2 separate regions of the Macaca mulatta genome follow, and region 2 is linked to region 1. The links are chromatin contacts, called in public Hi-C maps. All regions are on one chromosome and are shown on one strand. The core of a region is the stretch at or near the end of the contact, and the rest is flanking DNA. Distances in the headings are between cores, read along the strand shown.

Region 1 (5,884 bases), core at 1,639-4,138:
AGGCTGCTGGGATCCACGGCGCCAAAGTAGAGAGAAGAAGTGACCTCTGGGATGTGTCTGCAGAGCTGAGGGAGAGCAGCTCACAGCAGCAGGAACCCCTGCAAGCGGCAGGTGTCTGCGGGCACATGCAGATGGGTGAAGAATGCATTTCCCACAATTTCGCAGAATCCAAGGGTCTGTGCTTTGTAAGACCTCACTGGGTTATCTTTTCCTGCCTGTGGGCAAGGCCACTATTGTGGTCGAGATCAATTTCCTCCTGCATGTGTGGCCTCCAAGGACCAGCATCCTGCACTTCCATGGTCTCCTGGTGCAGGATTTTGACCTTTCCACCAAAACGTCTTTCATTGTGTTGATCTCAAACCTCTCCTGTTGGCATCTCCCTGGAAGAGTCGAGAAGCAGTCAGGGTGAGGGTGAGGGGACAGGAGTGTCCTTACCGCATCATACAGACACTTGAGGAACTTGATGTCTTTGTCCAGAGAGTCCACTTTGGCCTGAAGCTCCATCTTGACCGCGTAGGCTGCATCTGCATCCTTCCAAGAGGCCCCAGAGTCATTGGTGGATGCAATCCTCATCCCACAGCTGCCTTGCCCAACCCCTGCCCCAAAGCCACCTGATTTTCTACTTTCCACCTACAAAGGAAAGCTCACTCAATATCTATTTCTTCTCAGACTCCCTGAAGCTTTGGGAATAGGGAAAGGAGGATGTGGCAGCTCTGTTATGCCTGGAGAAAACAAAGCCCAGAGAGGTAGTAGGTTTCCTCAGGTCACACAGCAAGGCTGAGCTGGACCAGAGTTTCACAGTTTCCAGACCTGAATTCTCTGTCTGTCTCTGTCCATTTCCCGAGTGTGTGTCTTTCCTCTCCAACTCACTGGAGGCCAGGACTATGACTCGCTCCACCCTCACCAGGCGCCAGCCCCTTCCCCAGTCACCTGGGCTGAAGTCCTGAGCAGGGTTGTTAAGATGGGGGTGAGAGAGACCCTAATAAGGAGGCTCTTCCCTCCCTTACCTTTTTGAGCACCACAAACTCATTCTCTGCTGCTGTGCGCCGGTTAATCTCCACTTCATATCTGCCGGCAGGGAGAGAAGATAGCCTTAGCCCTCTTAGCCAAGGAACTTTCTCTTCCTGCTGGCCAGGCAAATGTTTGGGATGCAGGGTCCCTGCAGGGTCTCTGGGGTGAGCAGTAAGAAGCTAGTGACAGGAATAAGATATCCCTGAGTTGCCTCACTTGCCTCCTACTTTTTGCATGTTAGGAAAACACCCAGGTGACACCAGCAACTGAACCTTTCAGTGGGTCAAGGAACACAGGAACTCCTTCCTATCAACCAGGCAGGAAGTTATCATCGAACAGGATAGGCCCTTCCCCCCAGCCAGAGAAGGGGATGTGAGCTCCTGACCCTGGAAGGTACACACCCATCTCCTAAAAAATAATGGCACAGAGATCAAGTGAGCCCAGAGGCAAGGGGAACATGGTCTGTGACCGTCGGGTGGGGCCTGCTCACCTCTTCTTGTAGTCCTCCACCAGGTCCCTCATGCTTCTCAGCTCCGAGTCCAGCCTCACCCTGTCCCCGGACAGCGTCTCCAGGTGCTTCCGCAGGTTGCTGATGTAGCCCTCGAGGATGGGCTCCAGGTTCTTCTTGCAGTTGTTCAGGTCCAGCTGCTGCAGCAGCTCCCACTTGGTTTCTAGAACCTGGTTCTGCTGCTCTAGGAACCTTACCTGGAACCAAAATCAACAGACAACTGGAACCACAATGGGTGCAGTCATGCCCCGTGGACACACACCATTGACTCCCCAGGTTTGCCATAGATTGTTGTAGTCATTTTGCTCACGTCTTGACTCTCCACCCTTGACATTCCACACAAACTAGACCCTTTACAAGTGCTGATTTCCTAGCCTTCTGGAGAAGCCATCAGTGAGAACTCACTCAAGGAGATTCCACAGCTTTCTTCTATTGCTTGGCCCTGGTCCCAGGAGATGTCCTTCCTTATGTCTCAACTAAGGGTCTTTTCCTGTACTATGAGCCCTTCCCTCTGAACACTGCTGGATTCTATTAGCCTTTCAGGTTCGTGGAAATCAGCCGTCCTCAAGAAACCCATCACTTTTTTGTCAAGGAATGGCTGCTTTTTACCCAGCTTCCCATCCTTCTCTGCAAAATCGCCAAAGAAGCCAATATATTCATGTATTCTTTTGTCTTCCGTGGCACACAGACCTACTCTCTTTCTCTAATGATGAGGAAGCCCTTCCTGAGGCCCAGCTGCACCTTTCCAGCCACAATGCGCAGTCCATTCCTAGGCAGCAGGAAAATTGCTCAGGCCTCAGGGGGCTGCCTCATTCTCCTCCTATGATACCCACCTTGTCAATGAAGGAGGCGAACTTGTCATTCAGCGCCTTGATCTGTTCCCGCTCCTGGGCACGCACCTTCTGGATCTCAGGGTCCAGCTCCACGTTGAGGGGGGCCAAGAGGCTCTTGTTGACAGTGACCTGGTAGATGCCCCCAGGCGGGCACACGGATGAACAAGCAGGCCCCAGGGCCACACTGCCAAACATACTGCCAGCAAAGCCACTGGCCCGGCCCCCTCCATACCCAGAGCCAGGCCTGAAGCTGTAACCTCCAGACTGAATGCCGCCACCAGCCACATTGAAAGAAATACGCTGATTCCCTCCGAGGCTATAGAGGCTCCGACTGCCAAAGCCAGCTCCAGCCCCTCTGCCAGCTGCACAGTAAGAGGCCAGGCTACCCACAGCCTTCCTCGGCACCACTGCCGAATGCACACTGAAGTTGCCCTTGTCACCACTGGACTTGATGTTCAGTTGCCGACTCATGGTGGGAAAGGTGGAGTTGACAGAGCTGGAGAAAAGCAGTCGCCAAGGGGTAGAGAACACAGTGATGGGGCACCCAGAGTGCTGCCTCCTTTTATCCCTGTTGGGCCCAGGACACCGGAAAAGGGCGTCTCTCTACTATCTCTTCCCCTGCTAAAGGGCCAGGAGCCATGGGCAATTTGTAGAACAGAGATCTCCAAGTCCTTTGCAGCAACAAAGCTCTTCTGATAGCAATTGGAATATGCTGCCCTTGCAGACTGGAGTGGTCTAATTTGGAGTTTATCTGTGCTCCCTAATTAGGGACCTAAAGAGTTATCCCCTGAAGAGATCTCCTAGCTTTATTTTTCCAGTGTTACCTCCTTCTTGCTTAACTATCAGCAAGGAGCAGGGGAAATTCCTGCCTTTCCCCAGAGGAGACTCACCTGAAAAATCCCAGGTTTCTTCCCAAAAGAAACCATCTCCCTATTATAGGGTCTTGTGTGGAAGCTGGAATTTTTACGTCTGGGAAAAGAAGACATGGAAAGATGATTCTTCTTGGAAAGGTGTCCTCAAATATCTGGATCTGGGTAAGAAGCTCCAGGGTCCATCCTTGGGCCATGCTAAGGACCACAGCTGTCTAGCAATGAAGTGGACCCCAGGAAGGAAGAGGAACGACTCTGCAGCATCTGCATGACCCCTATCAAGGATATTGTCTAGGGCCTTCTGTGTTGGGCAGGGCCTGTGTGGTAGTGACCTTGACATTGCCTTACAACGATGAGAACATTTCCAGCCAGCTGCATTTCCTCCAGTTGGATTTTCTCTCCTGGATAAGATTATCTGTCCTACTCTAGTAGGTCAGGCAGGAGCTGGGACATAAGCCCCCACACTCCCTGGGGAAACATCCCATAGCTGAAGTCACCAAGGAAAAGGACCCCCTGAGTTTCACTCCCAGGTTCAGGGGGGGCTGTTCTGCCAGTTTCCTGGCAAGTTCAGGGAGCACTCAATTTTGGAACAGGAAGTATCACCGCTTTATAGCTCAGGTAGTGTGGGTACAGTGCAATGTTAAAAAATTATTTCCGGGCTGGGCACGGTGGCTCACACCTGTAATCCCAGCACTTTGGGAGGCCGAGGAGAGCAGATTGCCTGAGGTCAGGAGTTTGAGTCCAGCCTGGCTAACATGATGAAACCCCGTCTCTACTAAAAACATAAAAATTAGCCAAGCGTGGTGGCGCATGCCTATAGTTTCAGCTACTCAGGAGGCTGAGGCCGAAGAATCACTTGAACCGGGGAGGCGGAGGTTGCAGTGAGCTCAGATTGCACCACTGCACTCCAGCCTGGGTGACAGAGCAAGACTCTGTCTACAAAAAAAAAAAAAAAAAATTATTTCAAAACTAGGTATCCGGCAGCTGCCTTCATGCGAGACTCTGACCACTTCCTATAACTAAACTGGGAACGCTTGGCCTGTTTGGATCCAGCCGAGGGCAGAAGACAACTGCTGCCACTGTTGGGGAGGGAAAAGGAGAAGCTGACCTGGGCAGGGAGCGTGGAGCTTAGGCCTGGAACCTGCCCCAGAAGACTTTCCCCTTCACAGGGTGTTTTCCTCTCAGCCCCTAAGACAATGGTGGAAGGTTCTTCCCCAGGAACCCTGTCTCAGGGGGGCCCTCCTGGCAGGGCCTAGCCCTAGAGCACAGGAGCATGTAATTGAAGGGGTTGCTTGTGGTTTTCTAAGTCAGGTTGCAAGGGCAACAGCAGGGGTGCTGCCAGACGCTGGGTTTGCCTCCTTCCTGTGCTGGAGTGTGCAAGTCAACAAATGGTGTGAGTTCCTTGACCTGGGAGTGACTGTCCTACGGCCCCAGCCCTCAAGAAGCCTGCAGACCAATAAGAGGAATCCATACAAAGAACTTAAAGTAGAGCCAAAGCTCTGGAATAACAGAAGAGCATTACAAACCATGGATCAGAGGTGCACTGAGGAATGGCTTTTTTTGATTAGGGTTTTTGGGGATCTCCAGAAGCCAGACTTATATTCCCAACAATGCCCATGACAGGTGCTGGCTTAGAGTAGTGGCTCAGAGGTAGTGGGGCTGGAAGTATTCCTTATGGTAGTAGTAGCAATAGTGGTAGTAACATCGTTGTATAATAGTGATGGTAGTAGCAGAAAGAGTTAACACTTATTGTTCACATGTGCCAGGCGTTGTGCCAAGCACTACATGGGATGTCTCACTGACTCTCCTTTACAGTTGAAGAAACAGAGGAACTTACCCATCTCACTCAACTAGTAAGTTAGAGTTGGGCCTGGAATTCAAGTGCGTCTGGTTTCAAAGTCCACGTTCCTGACCATCATGTTATACGATAGAGATGGAAGTTAGTAGCAAAGATGCAAAGACATTGTGGTACATGTGGCAGGCATGGCAGCTGTGGGCTGGGACCCTCGTGCTTGTGTTTCTGTTGTTTTTGATTAAAGTGTGACATGAGGAGAAGGGGAGGTTGTTGCTGAACTGGGGACTTGCAAAGGGTAGCTGCTCATGATAAGACATCACTCTAGGTTCAGAGAGAAAATCAGCCACAGCAAGGATGGGCGGGGGAAGGAAGAGACTTGCTTTTATGAGCAGCTGTTTTATTCTGGAATCCCCAGCAGCTGGCCCTTCATTGCCTGGCTTGAAGGGAGAAATAAACACAGTTCTGGCTAGCTGAGTCTTTGTGCCACCACCACCTGGCTGACTATGAGCCCCAATCTGATAGGAATTTCAACAAGAAGGCATTTACAAAGGGGAAAAGGCATGAGGCTAGATCTTTGAGGCTGGAGAAGACTTGGGGTAAACAAAAAGCAGACATCCAGGTGCCCGGGAAATGCAGCAGAATGAACGGGGTCCATCCACACTCAGAAGTGTGTGATGGGCTGGGAAAGGCCAGGACTAGGGCTAGGGGTCCTGCCACCCTTTGTATTCATTATAAAGGGTGCCTCTGTGGGCTGAGCCCTGTGCTGGAGGCTGGCCAATAAGGGTTACTGACAGTGGCGGTAATGATGGTGGCGGTGTGGCTGTGATGGAGAAGGAAAAGGTAGAGGCAGAGTAGAATTTCCTGATAA
Region 2 (5,884 bases), core at 1,619-4,118, 290 kb after region 1:
CTCCCAGCTAGCAAAATTGAGTCTTGCCAACTGGGAGCCCCACCATTCTGACTCATCCAGACCCTGGGGGCAGGAGTGGGAGCACGAAATCTGAGAGTCAGGAAGGGGTTGTTGAAAGCCTGGGCATTTGAGAAGGCTTCCCAGTCCTCTGGAGGACCGTCAGGAAGGACATGGTCACAATTGAGAGTCAGTTGGCCCCTGGGAAGCTTGGACTGAGCTGGTTCAGAGCAAGAGAATGGAGGGTGGCAAGGCATCAGAGAAATCACCGCTTTCCCCAGCTCCCCCGAGGAGATCAGTCCCTGAGCTTGGCCAGGGGGTCAGCCCTGGAGGTCATACTACAGGACCATTATATCGGATCCAGGCCTGGGTGAAGCATTTGGGCCATTTCAGTTGTACTCAACATTCTAAGCAAAGAGTCACCTGGTCTTCTACGGCCAACCCCCAGAATCTAGACCCCGGGACTGGAAGCAGCAAGTTTACTCTATGAAGGGGACAGAGCAAGCTTCAGGCACCTTCCCTCAAGACCCCTCACCCCACAGTCCAGAGGCCTGTCCATGCTCCTCCTCTCCCTCAAAACTTTTCTGCAGGCAACTGCCTGATAAACCTCCCAGAATCTGTGCCAGAGTCCTGGCCTGCTGTGTTCAGGTGCTCCACTGTTGCCTGGGTTTGACACTCTCTTCCCCTATCACGCTGGGAGTCCCAGAGGACAGGGCCCAAGCCTCTCCTTGCTCTGGTCTCCAACAGCAGCCCTCAGGACTACATAGTCCATGAGAGGGGCGCGAACTTGCTCCCTGTGAAAATGGGCAGTGGGGGAGGTGGTGGGAGCCCTGAGATTCGGGGCTTCTCTGGATGGGGAGGCAGGAGCCCCAGGCTCAATCCTGCTGCTGCTGCTGCTACAGAATCACTGTGTGACCTCAGATGTGAAATTGTCTACCTTGAATCTAGACTCAGTAGCCTCGGGGGTCCCTTGCAGTCTCTGATAGTAGGATTATCTAGTAACCGAGGGTTCATTGTGGGCAGAAACACCAGGGCAATGGGAAAAGACTACTTGGAAGACCAGGCTGATGTGGCTATGATTGAGCAGGAAAGGATTTTTACTGCCAGGGTCAGGAGCAGGGATGCCTTCTAGCTCTCCCTGGCTCTAGAGCACCATTTCCAAATGACCCCAGCTCCAGGAAGGATGCTTGGGCCCCGTCCTCTGGGACTCCCAGAGGTCAGGCAAGATCTGAGGACCAGCAGCACAAGGCAAAGTAGAGCAGAGCTGCCTAAAACTGTCCAGGGCCCAGAGGACCATTCCCAGAGGCTGGCGGTCCCCCTCGGGCTACTTCCCAGGCCAAGCAGCCAAATTTCCAAAACCGGAATCCACCAACCCAGAGCACCACCGCCCCTGCTGACCCCCAAATAGTCCCTAGAGAACCAGACCACTGTGCCCTCCCACCAACCACAACCACCCTGGGGGCCCCCACCCTGGAGCTCATGCTGTTGGGAGAGGGTAGGGCCTGATTTCAGGTGACAGTGGAGAAAGGATGGGGTGACTGCTCTTGGGGACAGAGAGTGGTGTGTTGGAAGAATGAAGGTGTCCTGTCCCTGGGGCTGAGTGGGAACCTGAGCAGGGCGGGCACCGCCCGACGCGGAGGCCTCCACCCCCGACCCAGCTGGGCTGCCTGCTCCCATCACACCCTGGGCAGTAAAACTTGCTTTCATGGTTGTTGCGGGGTTGTTGTTTTCCTTGATGGTAGGGGTGGGGGTCTGTTTGTGTCTTTGTGTCTTTGTGCAAATACACCTGTGTTGATATGTGCCTGGTCCTATACATTTATTGATGTCTGAGGTTTTGTGTGTGTGTAAATCTGCATGTGTCCATGCCTGTGTGTGTATGGATATATCTGTGGGGGAGATCATCATAGCTACCATTTATTATTTCAATGTACTTTCCAGGTGTTGTTTCCTTTAATCCTCAGGACAATCCTTTAAGGAAGATATTCTAGCTATCCCCATTTTACAGATAGGAACGTAGGGTTGGAGAGGTCCGATAATTGACCCAAAGTCAGATCACCAGTAAAAGGCAGAACCAAGAGACTTCCCTCTACTGTTGAATGTGTCTCCCTGTGTGCCCGAAAATAAAGAGCTATATACGAGAATCGTGTAACATCTGCACATCTGTCTGTGTGTCTGTGTGTCTGCACCGTCTAAACCTGTGCCTGTGGGGGGGGGGGGTGTTTTGTGGCCTAGGTGCAAGTCAGGTGCGCCAGCCAGCAGTTAGCATCACCAGAGTCTTAGGGACAGTGACCCTCGGAGCATATTTTCTGACTGTATTTTCCCTTGGACATATTCCGACTGCATTTTCTGAAGCAGACAACAGCGTGTAGTGTTGCTGACTCTGGACAGAGAACTTCTGCCGTCAAGACCGTGGCAGGAAATGCCCCTGTGCCCCTGAGCCTGGCAAACAAGGCAGCCTGTCTCCTTCGAGGAGGAGCTGAGTGTCCCGTAGAGACAATCTGGGAAGGGCTCAGAGAGGGTCAAGAAGGAAGAAGAGCAAGGCTACCTCCCACCCCCCGCAGAGCCACCCGTGCCCCTAACCCGCTGGTGGGAGTGGCGGTGAGGGGCCTCTGGAAGAAGGACTGAGACGTCTCCGCTCGGTTCCCCTGAGAGCCCTGTGCTCTGTCACCGACAGCCTCTCTCCAGAAGTAGAGACCATGGGCTCTGGCTGGATGCCGCTTCAGGGGTCTCTCGGGGCGGCTAGGGGCCCTGGGAACCGGGAAGCCCGCGGGGCGCGGCGGGGCGGGGCAGAGCGCTAGGGCCGGGTGGCGGCCGCGGATTGGCTGGGCCCGAGCGCTCCCACGGAGGCCGGGGGCCCAGGGCGGCGCCAGCCGCGCCCGCTCCGCGGTGACTCATCCTGCACCCCACCTCTGGAGCTGGACGGGCGCCCGGCCTCTTCCCACCCCAGACCCGCCCGCTAAGCCGGGACAGCCTGACTCAGCAAGGGGAGCCTGGCCTGCCTTCCGTCCCCTTAGCGTCCTCCCCGGGGGCGGAGGAGAGTGTAGGGGGAGAATGCGTTTCTGTCCCTGTGGGAGAATTTGCCCCGCTCTAGGGAGGGGAATCTGGTATCTGTTCTTCTGGGAGACTGTGTGTCTGTCCATGGGCGGTGGGGCCTTCTGTCCCTCCGAAACGAGAGGTTGTGTGCCTGTCTTTCTGGGGGTGTCTCTGTGTCTTAAGGTCTTTATGGATCCGGCCGATGGACTGTGGCTTTTTGGAATCTGCCTGTTGGTTTCTTTGGAGTGTCACTCACCACCACCACTCAAGATCATCTCTGCGCCCCCCTACACCCTACTTCCCCAGAAGTGGGGAAGAGCTTAGCCGCTCAGTGCCTCTGTCTCACAGAGGCCAGGACAGGCCCGTCAGGGGTTAGCTCTGGGGAATTCTTCAGCTCTGGCTCTGGCTCCCTCCACAGTGCCAGGGTCCCTGAAGGTCAGAGGCCAGATGCTACCCTGCAGGCCAGGCTCAGTCCCTACAGCAGTGCCTACAAGATCTCAAAGTGATCTTAAAGCAAGATCGCAAAGTCCTCTTCAACCAAGTGATCCCTCAAAAAGGGAAAAGGACCCACAATTGTCCAGAGACTACTGTGGGCCATGTGGGCCATGTGTGCCATGCTAGGAGCTTCGCGTTCACCTTATCGATGCTTCTCAGGAAGCAACTCCAAAAACAAACATAATCCCCATTTTACGGGGGAGAAACTGAGGCCTAGGTGGTGGTTCAAGGTCATTGTGGCACAGTATGTGAGCAAATCTGGATTTGAACCCAGGGCTCTCTGGCTCTAAAGTGTATGCTCTTTCCACGGCTGTGGCTGCTCCCTGAGTGCCTTAGCCAAGAGTGGCCTCCACCTGGCCCCACAGCAAACCTGGGGGAAACTCTATTACCTCCACAGGGAGGCCAGCCTTCAACTTCTCCCAGGCTTTCCCATACCAAGGGAGGATCCCCGAGGACTGTGAGAGGCACTGGGGTGGGAAGGAGAAAGAAGCCAAGAGTCAGTACATGTGAGGTTTGGAGTATGCAACAGGATATGCCAGATCCCGGGGCTGCGGAAGGACCCTATAGCTCGACCCAGGCACACTTTGTAGGACACACACACACACACACATCCACAATGGCTGCTGGACACACTTAGTGCACAGATCCAGCTGTGGGGTGATTGCAATGATGCCCACATGCACATGCATGTTTCATGTGGTGCACACCTAATATATAGAACTGTTACCAACAGATATGAAGGCATCAGTGGAGTCATTACACACATTACACACAATGGTGTGTAGGTCATTACTGACACACACACACACACACAGAGTCAGAACCACAAAAAAGCGGATGATGAGGGAGTGAGAAGAACATGTGAAGTTGTTGTAGGAACAAATCAGCTCAGGGGCCTGGCCAAACCCACTCAAGCCCAAACCCAGAAAACCTGGACCTCTTCCTCTGCCCCCTACGGGTGCTCACACTGGACAGCCTTCCCACAAACATATATCCAACCAAGATTCTCACACAAGCACGTCCAGTGCTGGTCACACAGACACACAACCACCCATGCACTCACACAGACCCGTGGATCCATGTACACAACGTAGGAAGGAGGAATACAAATGCACACACAAATCAATCAAATGCACATATGAGTTAAATGCACTCACAATGGGGATATGTGTGCACAGACCATGAGCATGACACACATCCCCCCCACAGCACACACCACTGCCCCTCAACCTTCCATCTTGGCACAAATAAGGCCTGGGCTTGCTCCATCAGCTCCATCCCCTCCTTGCCTGAGACAGGCCCTGCCCAACCTGCCCCAGCCTGCTTGAGTGGGGCCCCGCCTGCTCCCAGCACCAGCTGCCAGCCCAGCTCAGCACAGGGCAAGCTGCCCACTGCTCGGGCATGTCGCTGCCCCACCCCCTCCTGCTAGGCCTGCCATCTCAGCATCTGGGCCTCAGCCTAGGCCACACCTAGCCCATTTCTGCAGGTGAGTGGGTAAGCAGGGTGCTAGATCCCCACAGCTGGAGGCCAGGAAAGGGGCCAGGCAATCAAGATCCCATGGGGAAGGGACAGCCTGACCCAGAGCCTCTCACCTCCACCCCTGTGCCTTCTTTTTCTTTTTCATTTTATTTATTAATTATTTATTTATCTATTCTGAGACAGGACAGGGTCTCACTCTGTTGACCAGGCTGAAGTGCAGTTGTGTGATAGCTGCCTGCAGCCCTGAACTCCTGGCCTCCAGCAATCCTCCTGCCTTAGCTGCTCAAGTAAGCTAGGACTATAGGCACGCGCCATCATGCCCAGCTAATTTTTTAATTTTTAATTTTTCATAGAGACAGGGTCTCACTGTGTTGCCCAGGCTGGTCTCAAACCCCTGGCCTCAAGCAATTCTCCCATCTCTCAAAGTATTGGGATTATAGGCATGAGCCATCGCACCCAGCCCTTCTCCTTTTTAGATGGACCCCTCCTCACCAACATTGGGTCCCCATAGGTAACTTCCTGCTTGCAGTCAGCAAACACACCTAGAACTACAGTTCCACTGTAGACAAGGTATTCTGTCCACACTGCCCCTAACCAACAAACATCTGTACACACACACACACAGGCTTTCAAGCACACATACCACCACTGGAACAGATACCTAACCAGCACTCCCTGTCACAGGCCCACAGCACACAGCACAGGCAACTCAATCATATATACTCCTAGCACACCACACGGTGTCCCAAACCCCCATCTCACACTCACACACAGAGTTTCATGCACAGTCTCCATAAAATATGCACAGCTGGACACAGCGTCTCTATGCATGTCTCATCACGCAGACTTGCACAGTGTCATGAGGCTCTTATCATTGTCC

The links. Hi-C and Micro-C count contacts between places; a contact is called where the count stands out from the background.
Region 2: a contact with region 1 is called in a Hi-C map of sperm, with 2.6 times the contacts expected there. The contact joins the enhancer-like site here to the promoter of KRT74 in region 1. A contact is called at or near these places in 7 of 14 Hi-C or Micro-C datasets (blood, cortical neurons, fetal cortex germinal zone and 4 more).

The regions. Positions count from the first base shown.
Region 1 is chr11:59,722,754-59,728,637 of T2T-MMU8v2.0, forward strand. KRT74 (keratin 74) reads right to left here and starts at 2,889. Exons shown (of 9, transcript XM_001097399.5): 1 at 2,353-2,889; 2 at 1,502-1,716; 3 at 1,008-1,068; 4 at 436-531. The coding sequence starts at 2,823.
Region 2 is chr11:60,013,518-60,019,401 of T2T-MMU8v2.0, forward strand. No RefSeq gene overlaps it. Among named protein-coding and RNA genes, the nearest start is that of KRT78, 25 kb to the left of the region's middle. Within about 2 kb of position 2,869, at least 19 of the 40 cell types and tissues checked have an H3K27ac peak or open chromatin away from gene starts, as enhancers often do. A contact at or near this core is called in blood, where this site is marked.